Linked DNA regions of Mus musculus: region 1 is linked to region 2. A link is a contact called in public HiChIP or PLAC-seq data. All regions are on one chromosome and are shown on one strand. The core of a region is the stretch at or near the end of the contact, and the rest is flanking DNA. Distances in the headings are between cores, read along the strand shown.

Region 1 (4,257 bases), core at 184-2,683, 610 kb before region 2:
CCCACTCCGTGAACCAAGCAGGACCCAACACCATCCCAGCCTCCAGGATGTTACACCAGCTCCCTGATCCCACAAGGAAACTGTAGCCAGTTTTAAAAATGACCAGTCTTAACTTGGTACCCTGTGTTGCCTGAGAGGTCCCTCAGTCTTATCTAGTGAATCTGCTCCTCAGAGCCAGGGACACGGATGGCACCAGCGGTCATACAAGCCACCCACAGTCCAGAGAGTGAAGACAAGGCTCCTACAGAGAAGGGACTTTATCCCACACACACCTCCTCAGCTGAGGGGCCCTCCGGGGAGGGGAAGACAGGGGCTCCTTCACGCTGGGATTCACTGGGCATTCCTAGAAGCCTTGAATCAACCCCCTTGGGTTTAAAATCCACTTCCAGGAGAGTCTTTCCTTTCCTCTGTCCTAACAGCAGACCAAGTGTGGGCTGAAAAGAATGGCCTCTGGGCTCCAATAACACGAGGACAGTTAAAACTCTGTTCTGGGTGTCCTGTCCTCTTTACCTGTGGGGTTTCCAGCAGCTCTGATGCTGGGGGTGGGGGACCTTGCCAGCCAGGACACGTTCAGAGATGGCCGTAGCCTGCGGCCCATTCCCCTTCTCATTCCTCTGGCATGTCACCAGGGTCTGGGAACGGTGGGTGAGAGGCGGGAGTCATAAGCCACCACCCCCCCAAACTTGCCTTTCTAAGTTTAAACTTGATCTTGTAATACAGGGTGACCAGACTTGAAACGGTGTGTGGTGGGGGTTGGGGGGGGGTGTATATGCAGTACCCCCGGGGACACTTGTCATTAGAATGGGGGTGTGGTCCTCACAAGCTTTTCTGTGGGCTGTGATAGGAAATGGGTGGGCTCTCTCGAAAGGGGCTATATCCCTGAAACGGGGTGGGGGGTCTGGGGGCAGTGTGCAAAGTGGAAGGTGGCCTGGAGGGAACAGAGGGGGGTCATAGAAGAAACAGCCTCTGAGACCGAGTCCCATAGGCAGACGCTCTGAGGTGGGGGTGGGGAAGCCAAGTGAGGGTCTCCTGCAAGCCAAGGAGGTCTGCCCCGGGAGCGGGGCGCCTCTCCCAGAGGTGGGTCCCTGAACACCCAGTACGGGATCGAGGTCCTCAGGCGCCGCAGCGAAGAGCGGCCAGCACAGCCCCGGGCCGTAGGCACCGCAGCCCAGCCGGGCGCTAGGGTGGGATCGGCGGCCGCCGGGCCCCGGCCGCTCCGCCCTCCGTCTCCCGCACTCACCGAGGTCGTCCATGGCTGGTCCTCAGACGCCAGTCCCCGGCTCGATGTCGCCCTCGCTGCCCGTCTCCGGGCTGCTCCTCGCCGCCCCGCAACTTTTCCGCGTCCAGCCTCGGCCCGGAACGGAACCCGCTGCCGCGCTGCCTCCTCCTCCACCACCGCCGCCGCCGCCGGCGCGCGCGCCCGCGACAGGATAGCCCCGCCCCCGCGTGCACGCTGGCCACGCCCCGCCTCCGACCCCCCACCCCCCCAGCACGCCCAATCCCGCAGGGGGCGAAAGCTGGGCGTGGTCGTGGCGCCCCCTGGCGGCTGGACAGGCTGGTGGCGTCTATAGGCCATGAACCTCTGCGTTCAGTCTGACCCGACCTTCTGGCAGACTAGTCACTCAAGAGAGTCGGTGGCAGATTTGTCACTCAAGAGAGTCGGATTTGTCCACCTGTCCCTGTAGGTCACCTCCCAGGAGGATTAAATCGGCTTGCCTGGAGCCTTTGGACTGATGGCAGTGCTAGTCATCCCAGAATAATATCCCAGATGTAGTTTTTGTGAAACAGGGTCTCTCTCTCTCTCTCTGTCTCTCTGTCTCTCTCTCTCAGGGTCTCTCTCTCTCTGTCTCTCTCTCTCTCTCTGTCTCTCTCTTTGGTTTTTCTTTTTTTTTTTTTTTAAAGTATTCATTTGAATTAATGTTGAAACAATTCATGGTTTTTTTTTTTAAAGATTTATTTATTTATTACATGTAAGTACACTGTAGCTGTCTTCAGAAGAGGGCGTCATATCTCGTTACAGATGGTTGCGAGCCACCATGTGGTTACTGGGATTTGAACTCTGGACCTTCGGAAGAGCAGTCGGGTGCTCTTACCCACTGAGCCATCTCACCAGCCCTCTCTTTGGTTTTTCGAGACAGGGTTTCTCTGTGTAGCCCTGGCTGTCCTGGAATTCACTCTATAGACCAGGCTGGCCTCAGAAATCCGCCTGCCTCTGCCTCCTGAGTGCTGGGATTAAAGGCATGCACCACCACTGCCCGGAGAAACAGGGTCTCTTTGTACCTCCAGCCAGGCTGGAACCTGAGACCTTTGTCCTGACTGGTAACATCAGCAGTGGCTGCGACCAACTCTGGCCCCAGATCCAGTACTTTAGAGCTTATGAAACCTTTCATTTTACCCCTTTCCCTGCTTCCCCCTTCCTAGAGACTGCCAAAATTCTGCACAAGGTAGATTTACCCCACATTACAGCAAAGCAAAAACTACCAAAACTTCATTCCCGGATCCTGGCAGATTTGCCCAGGGGACTCAGAAACTGGATGATAAAAGCCTGGTGTAGTAGCTCAGGACTATAATCTCAGCTAGTTGGGAGATGCAGGCAGGTCTTCAAATTCAAGATTACACTGGACTAGAGAAAGAGTAAGGACTAAACTGGGCAATTTATAGGAAGACCTGTCTCAAATTTTAAATTTTTTGAAAACTTTTAAAAATAAATACACACACACACACACACACAAACTGAGTGTGGTGGCACAAGACTATAATCCCAGAATTTAGTAGGCAGAGGCAAGTTTATCAGGAGTTCAAAGTTGTCCTTAACACCACACAGTCAGTTCAGTTCAAAGCCAGCCAGGGCTACATAAGACCCTGTCTCAAAACATACATACATACATACATACATACTTCAAGACCAGCCCAACAAGTAACATAGGACTTAAATCCCCACCCTTAGGAAGTGGAAGCAGGAGAATAAGAAATTCAAGGCCATCCTTAGCTAAATATTGATTATGAAACTACCCTGGGCTATATAAGACTCTATCTAAAATCATTGACAAATAAAAATGTAAACTGTTGGCCAGGCATGGTGGCACATACATTTAATTCTAGCACCCAGGAGGTAGAAGCAGGTAGATCTCTGTGAGTTCCAGGACAACCAGAATTACGTAATAGAAAAACCCGTCTCAAAAAACAACACAACAGCCGGGCAGTGGTAGTGCATCCCTTTAATCCCAGCATTTGGGAGGCAGAGGGAGGTGGATTTCTGAGTTCAAGGCCAGCCTGGTCTACAGAGTGAGTTCCCAGACAGGCAGGGCTATACAGAAAAACCCTGTCTTGAAAACCAAAAGAAGAAAAAAAAATGTTTTTTGTCTCAGTGACAAAGCACCTGCTTAAAGTGCCTGAAGCCCTGGATTTAGTCTGCAGTACTCCCATCCCTAATAGTAGAAAGTGTACACTGTGGTGGTTTGAATGAGATTGGCCCCACAGGCTCATATATTTGAACACTCGGTTCCCCAGCCTGTGGATCTGTTTGGGAAGGACTGGGAGGTGTGGTCTTTGCTGGAGGAGGTGTGTCACTAGGAAGCAAGCTTTGAAGTTTCAAAAGCGCCACTCCATTCCCACTCTCTGTCTGCTTCCTTTTCATAGATCAAGACCTAAACTTTTAGTTTACGGCTCCCGCGCCAGGCCCGACTGCCTGCTGCCTGACTCCCCCCACTTGGTGATCATGGGCATTGCCCTTGGGAACAGCAAGCTTCCAATGAACTGCTCTATTAACACAGCCTGGCTTGTGGTGTTTTGTCACAGCAATTGAAAAGGTAACTAAGACAAGTGATTTGTAAAATAAAAATAAAGAAGAGAGGCTGGAGAGATGGCTCAGCAGTTAAGAGCACTGACTGCTCTTCTGAAGGTCCTGAGTTCAAATCCCAGCAACCACGTGGTGGCTCATAACCATCTGTAATGAGATCTGATGCTCTCTTGTGGTGCCTCTGAAGACAGCTACAGTGTTCTTATGTATAATAAATCTTTACAAAAAAATACAGATAAACTAAGAGACAAAATTAAAACTATTTGAAGTCCAATAATGTGACTAATAGGCGTTTGTGATATTGTTATTGTTTCGCTTTGTTTTGGGTCTCATGTATCCCAGGACAGCCTTAAAACAAAGGCCAAAGATGGCCTTGGACTTTCTGATCCTCTTGCAAGAGTGCTAGGATCTCAGGTGTGGCCCACCATGTCTGGTTCTGTCAGTACTGAGGACAGAAC
Region 2 (4,579 bases), core at 151-2,650:
TCCCTTTTCCTCCTTTCCCTTTTTCCCTTCCCTTCCCTTTCTCCAGACAGGGTTTCTCTATGCAGCCCTGGCTGCCCTGGAACTCACTCTATATCAGGCTGGCCTCGAACTCAGAAATCTGCCTGCCTCTACCTCTTGAGTGATGGGATTAAAAGCATGCAGGACCACACACGCCTGGCCAAGTATTATTTCTTAGACAGGAAGCAAAGGCACACATTTTATGGAAACCGGTGACTATGGTCCATTCAGGAACCAGAATCCCAAATTATCATTACCACCTCTGTCCTTCAGCATTGCAAGGCTAATTTTAAATGCACAGAAATTTTCTATGCTTTATCCCATTTACTGCTTCTACTAAACCCATCTTAAGAAGAGGACACAGACTCAGAGGGGGTGAAATGGCCCACCTCTCAAGTTCACAAGCCCCACAGGGCAGAGGTGAGCTTTAAACTCAGAACCCTGTGTGCTTACCTTCACCACCTTAATCACCCTGACTTCTTGGTCCAGGAGCAGCTCATCACGGAAGCACTGTTCCCGAAAGAACCTCTCGATTCTCTCCCAGGCATCCTGCCCTTCCTCTTTCCAGTCCCTCTGGGGCTGAAGGCTGTGTTCCAGGAAGTGGTCTAGACTGTCCCCAGGGGTCGCATACAGGTCGGGGAACGGGTCCATTTCAGCTGGGCCAGCCTGTCCTCTAGATAAATCCTCTGAGCTTCTGCTCAGCTCTGATGGGAGAAGCTTCCTGCAGCGTTCTCTGGAGGAGACAATGGGATGGAGAGTTGCATGGAAAGAAGAAAAGCGCTCTGCCCCTCCCTCCTTGGAGAAACTGGAAACAGAAACCAAGCTTTGACAAGAATTGAAAGTGAAACTGCAGGGAGATCCAGTTTACCTTCTTCAAGGCAGAAGGGAACAGGAGTTAAGGATGCAGTCTCCCCACCGGCTCTGTTGTGAGCACAGGATGTTGTTTACCACAACAGAGTAAGATTCAGCAGTTTCAGTGGCAGCGATTTGGCCACATAATCTCATCTGCCTGGTGATCTGGCAGTGGCAAATGCATTTATTTCATTCTTAATCACGCATAGTGTCTCCGTTACTAGTGGCGTCTCGAGCGATAGGGTTAGGCTAGGTTATTCCTGCTTATGCTGAGGGTCACAACATCCACACTCCACATTCCTAACTACCGACCTCAGCTAGTCTCCCCGAGGCTGCTCATCATCTGTGCAGGTGTCTTAGCTGAAGGCCATATCCAGGGTCAGACTCTCCAGCTGCAGGGCCCATCGAGGTGACATTTCTCTGATGCCTACCGCAGTCCCAAAGATGTGAGGCACAAAGGATTGCTCCTGGTCAATGGACAGCGTGAGGTAGTCTCACGATGTTTTCTGTCTAGTTATCTTCAGTGAGTGACGTGTTCTGGTTATCAGGTGCAGCCTTGGGTGTAGGATTAGGTTCCTGACTAAGCTTTTTTTTTTTTTTCATGCCTAAAAGGCAACTTTTGCCACAGTCACCACAAATAGTAACTTTCATATCACACTACCCAGGAAACACATCTATATATCCTGTCTTGGTTAGGGTTCCTATCTCTGCTATAAATACCATGTCCTGGGGAAGAATTTTGTTTGTTTGTTTGTTTTGGTTTGGTTTTGTTTTTGTTTTTTGAGACAGGGTTTCTCTGTGTAACCCTGGCTGTCCTGGAACTCACTCTCTAGATCAGGCTGGCCTGGAACTCAGAAATCCACCTGCCTCTGCCTCTCAAGTGCTGGGATCAAAGGCGTGTGCCACCACCGCCCAGCGGAGGAAAGGTTTTTTTTGTGGCATCTTCGAGATTGCCTACCATGCAGGGAAGTCAGGGCAGGAACTCAAGAACAGAGGCGGTGGATGAGTGTGTGCTGCTTATTGGTTTGCTCCTTATGGCTTGCTCAGTCTGCTTTTTCATACACCCCAGGACTGCCCCCCCAGGGTTGGCATGACCCAGAATGGACGGGGGGGGGGGGGGGGGGGGAAGGGGGCGGGACCCTCCCCCATCAATCACTAATTTAGCAAATGCCTCACAGGCTTGCCTAAAGGCCAGTTTTTGTTTTGTTTTGTTTTGTTTTGTTTTTCCCGAGACAGGGTTTCTCTATGTAGCCCTGGCTGTCCTGGAACTCACTCTGTAGACCAGGCTGGCCTCGAACTTAGAAATCTGCCTGCCTCTGCCTCCCAAGTGCTGGGATCAAAGGTGTGCGCCACCACTGCCCGGCTAAAGGCCAGTTTTATGGAAGTATTTTCTCAGTTGAGATTCTCTCTTCTCAGAAGAAGGAAGCTTGGATTGAGGTTTGAGGTGCTTGCTTGACACAGATGCTAGTAAGGATTTACTAGTAAGCTTGCTTACAAAATAACCAAGTAACGTGTTAACTCTCCTGTCCACCTGTGTAAAGGTGGATGGCCATTGGGGTCAAGGAGACCATGTCAACAAGGGGTCACTGAGTTGAAACAGAGCCCCAGAAACATTGAGGAAGGAGTCCTGTGCTTGTGGGTCCCGGGTGCCATGCCTCAGGTGTCAGATGACGTTGTAAGTAGTCTGGTGGAAACTGAAGATAGTCTAAACATATACTTTGTGTCTCTTAACCCATCAGACTACTATAATTGAAATGATGGGTCCCAAAGAAATGGTAATTTCCCCAAAAATCTCATGCTGGGAGAGGAAAGGGGGGCAGCCAGAGGGAAATCTTGTCTCCTAAAAACAGATTTCACACAAGTCTAACATCTTGTCAGAGTGCCTTCAGGATAAGACGAAGCCCAGGCAAGGAGGGGGTCGATGGTGAACCGGGACCACAGCTTGAAGGGGATGCTGTCTGTTATTCAGACTTTAATCTCACCTCAGGACCCCAGAGATGGCCTTTGGGGGGAGGGGTCTAGGTCTGCTTGATCTCTTGGTCCTTAACAAGGTCGCCACACTGAGTACATCTCCCTTTTCTGATTTCCATTACAATTTTTTTTAAAGGTTTATTTCTCTTTTAAAAATGTGAGGGCCGGGCGTGGTGGCGCACGCCTTTAATCCCAGCACTTGGGAGGCAGAGGCAGGAGGATTTCTGAGTTCGAGGCCAGCCTGGTCTACAAAGTGAGTTCCAGGACAGCCGGGGCTACACAGAGAAACCCTGTCTTGAAAAGCCAAAAAAAAAAATGTGAGCAGGTTGCCTGCCTGCATGTCTGTGCACCATGTTCATGTCTGGTGCTGAAAGACCCTCGAGGGGAGACCCTCACTCAGACACTCAAGTCCCGGGACAGCCGCGTACCCAAGAAGACACTGAGACCATACATAAAATGTAGAAGGCAAGATTTAATAAAGCAGCGACATGAAAGCACACAGACCAGAGCTCTGGGGTCGAAATAAAGCAGCAACATGAAAGCACAGAGACCAGAGCTCTGGGGTCGAAATTCATACACCTTTGCACAGGGTAGAGGAGTCTCGACGGTCAGCAAAAATTTTTTACAGGCTTATATAGTAAAACTCAAAGGGGGAGAACTGGGCAGGGAAAGTACAAGTTTACATCACTAGGGAGTTCTGCCAAAGGAATCTACGTAACTAAGGAGTCATGTCCTATCAAGGAACCTACGTAACTAAGGAGTACCTGGTTCATTTTGAGGTTGTTCCAGGAGGCCTTTATCTCAAAAATGTTCTTGGAACAGTTTTTAGTTGGGAGGGTTCGAACTTTAGGGTGAGGAGTTTTGGGGTGAAAAGTTTAGGAGTGTTACAATCTCTAGATGGGAGGGGGTGGGCTCCGAGGTAAAAAATTCATGTTTTCACAAGAGGCCAGTAATTTTCTATTCTTCATTCCCCACTTCTTCTTGTAAGTAATTCTAATCTTAGAATTTCAGAAGTCTATATCTCTATGTGGAGAATACTGCATTTACTCTATCTTTAACATGGGAACAGAAACAGAATAAGGTACGTAGATCAGATCTTTGGCTGGAACTGGTAAGATGTCCTTGGGGTACCCAGCTCGTTCACTGTAGCCAGTTGTGACCAGACTTCTTTCTGCACCACCTGTAAGCCTTTTAACTTAGTATACAGATCATTATTATAACAACATAGGTTTAAACACATCATTTAAGACAGTGATGGGCACAGGAGCCCCATAAAGGATCTCAAAAAGAGTAAAACTGAATCAAGAGGGAGTATTCTCAGTTTTAAATAGGGCAAGGGGAAGGGGCACCAAGTAAGTCTGTGCCAGTCTCTAGGATTAATTTTGTCAAGGTCTCTTTAGAGTTTTATTTATTCTTTTTTATCTTTCCTGAGCTCTGAGGTCTGTACACACAATGGAATTTTCATTTGACCTCTAAATACTTGGCCACACCCTGACTTACCTGGGCAACAAAGGCAGGACCATTATCTGACAGTATTGCTTTTGGCACTCCGAACCTTGGAAAATTTTTAATAATCTTCTTGATGACTATCTGAGTAGTCTCAGTTTTTTACAAGGAAAAGCTTTTATCTATCTTGAGAACGTTCACAAAAACCAGAAGGTATTCATACACATATTTTTTCAGTAAAGTCTATTTTTCAGTAGATGTCAGGTCTGTCTTCTCATGAGAGGACTAGTTT

What was found. HiChIP or PLAC-seq counts read pairs in DNA pulled down with a chosen protein or histone mark.
Region 1: an H3K4me3 HiChIP or PLAC-seq map of bone marrow-derived macrophages shows a contact between it and region 2, with 4 times the contacts expected there. The contact joins the promoter of Pxn here to the promoter of Oasl2 in region 2. A contact is called at or near these places in 2 of 115 datasets of contacts at active chromatin or transcription factors (bone marrow-derived macrophages and memory CD8 T cells) and 1 of 9 other capture datasets (adipose tissue).

What each region holds. Positions count from the first base shown.
Region 1 is chr5:115,503,852-115,508,108 of GRCm38.p6, reverse strand. Pxn (paxillin) reads right to left here and starts at 1,433. Exons shown (of 12, transcript NM_133915.3): 1 at 1,241-1,433. The coding sequence starts at 1,253.
Region 2 is chr5:114,893,755-114,898,333 of GRCm38.p6, reverse strand. Oasl2 (2'-5' oligoadenylate synthetase-like 2) reads right to left here and starts at 1,400. Exons shown (of 6, transcript NM_011854.2): 1 at 472-1,400. The coding sequence starts at 669.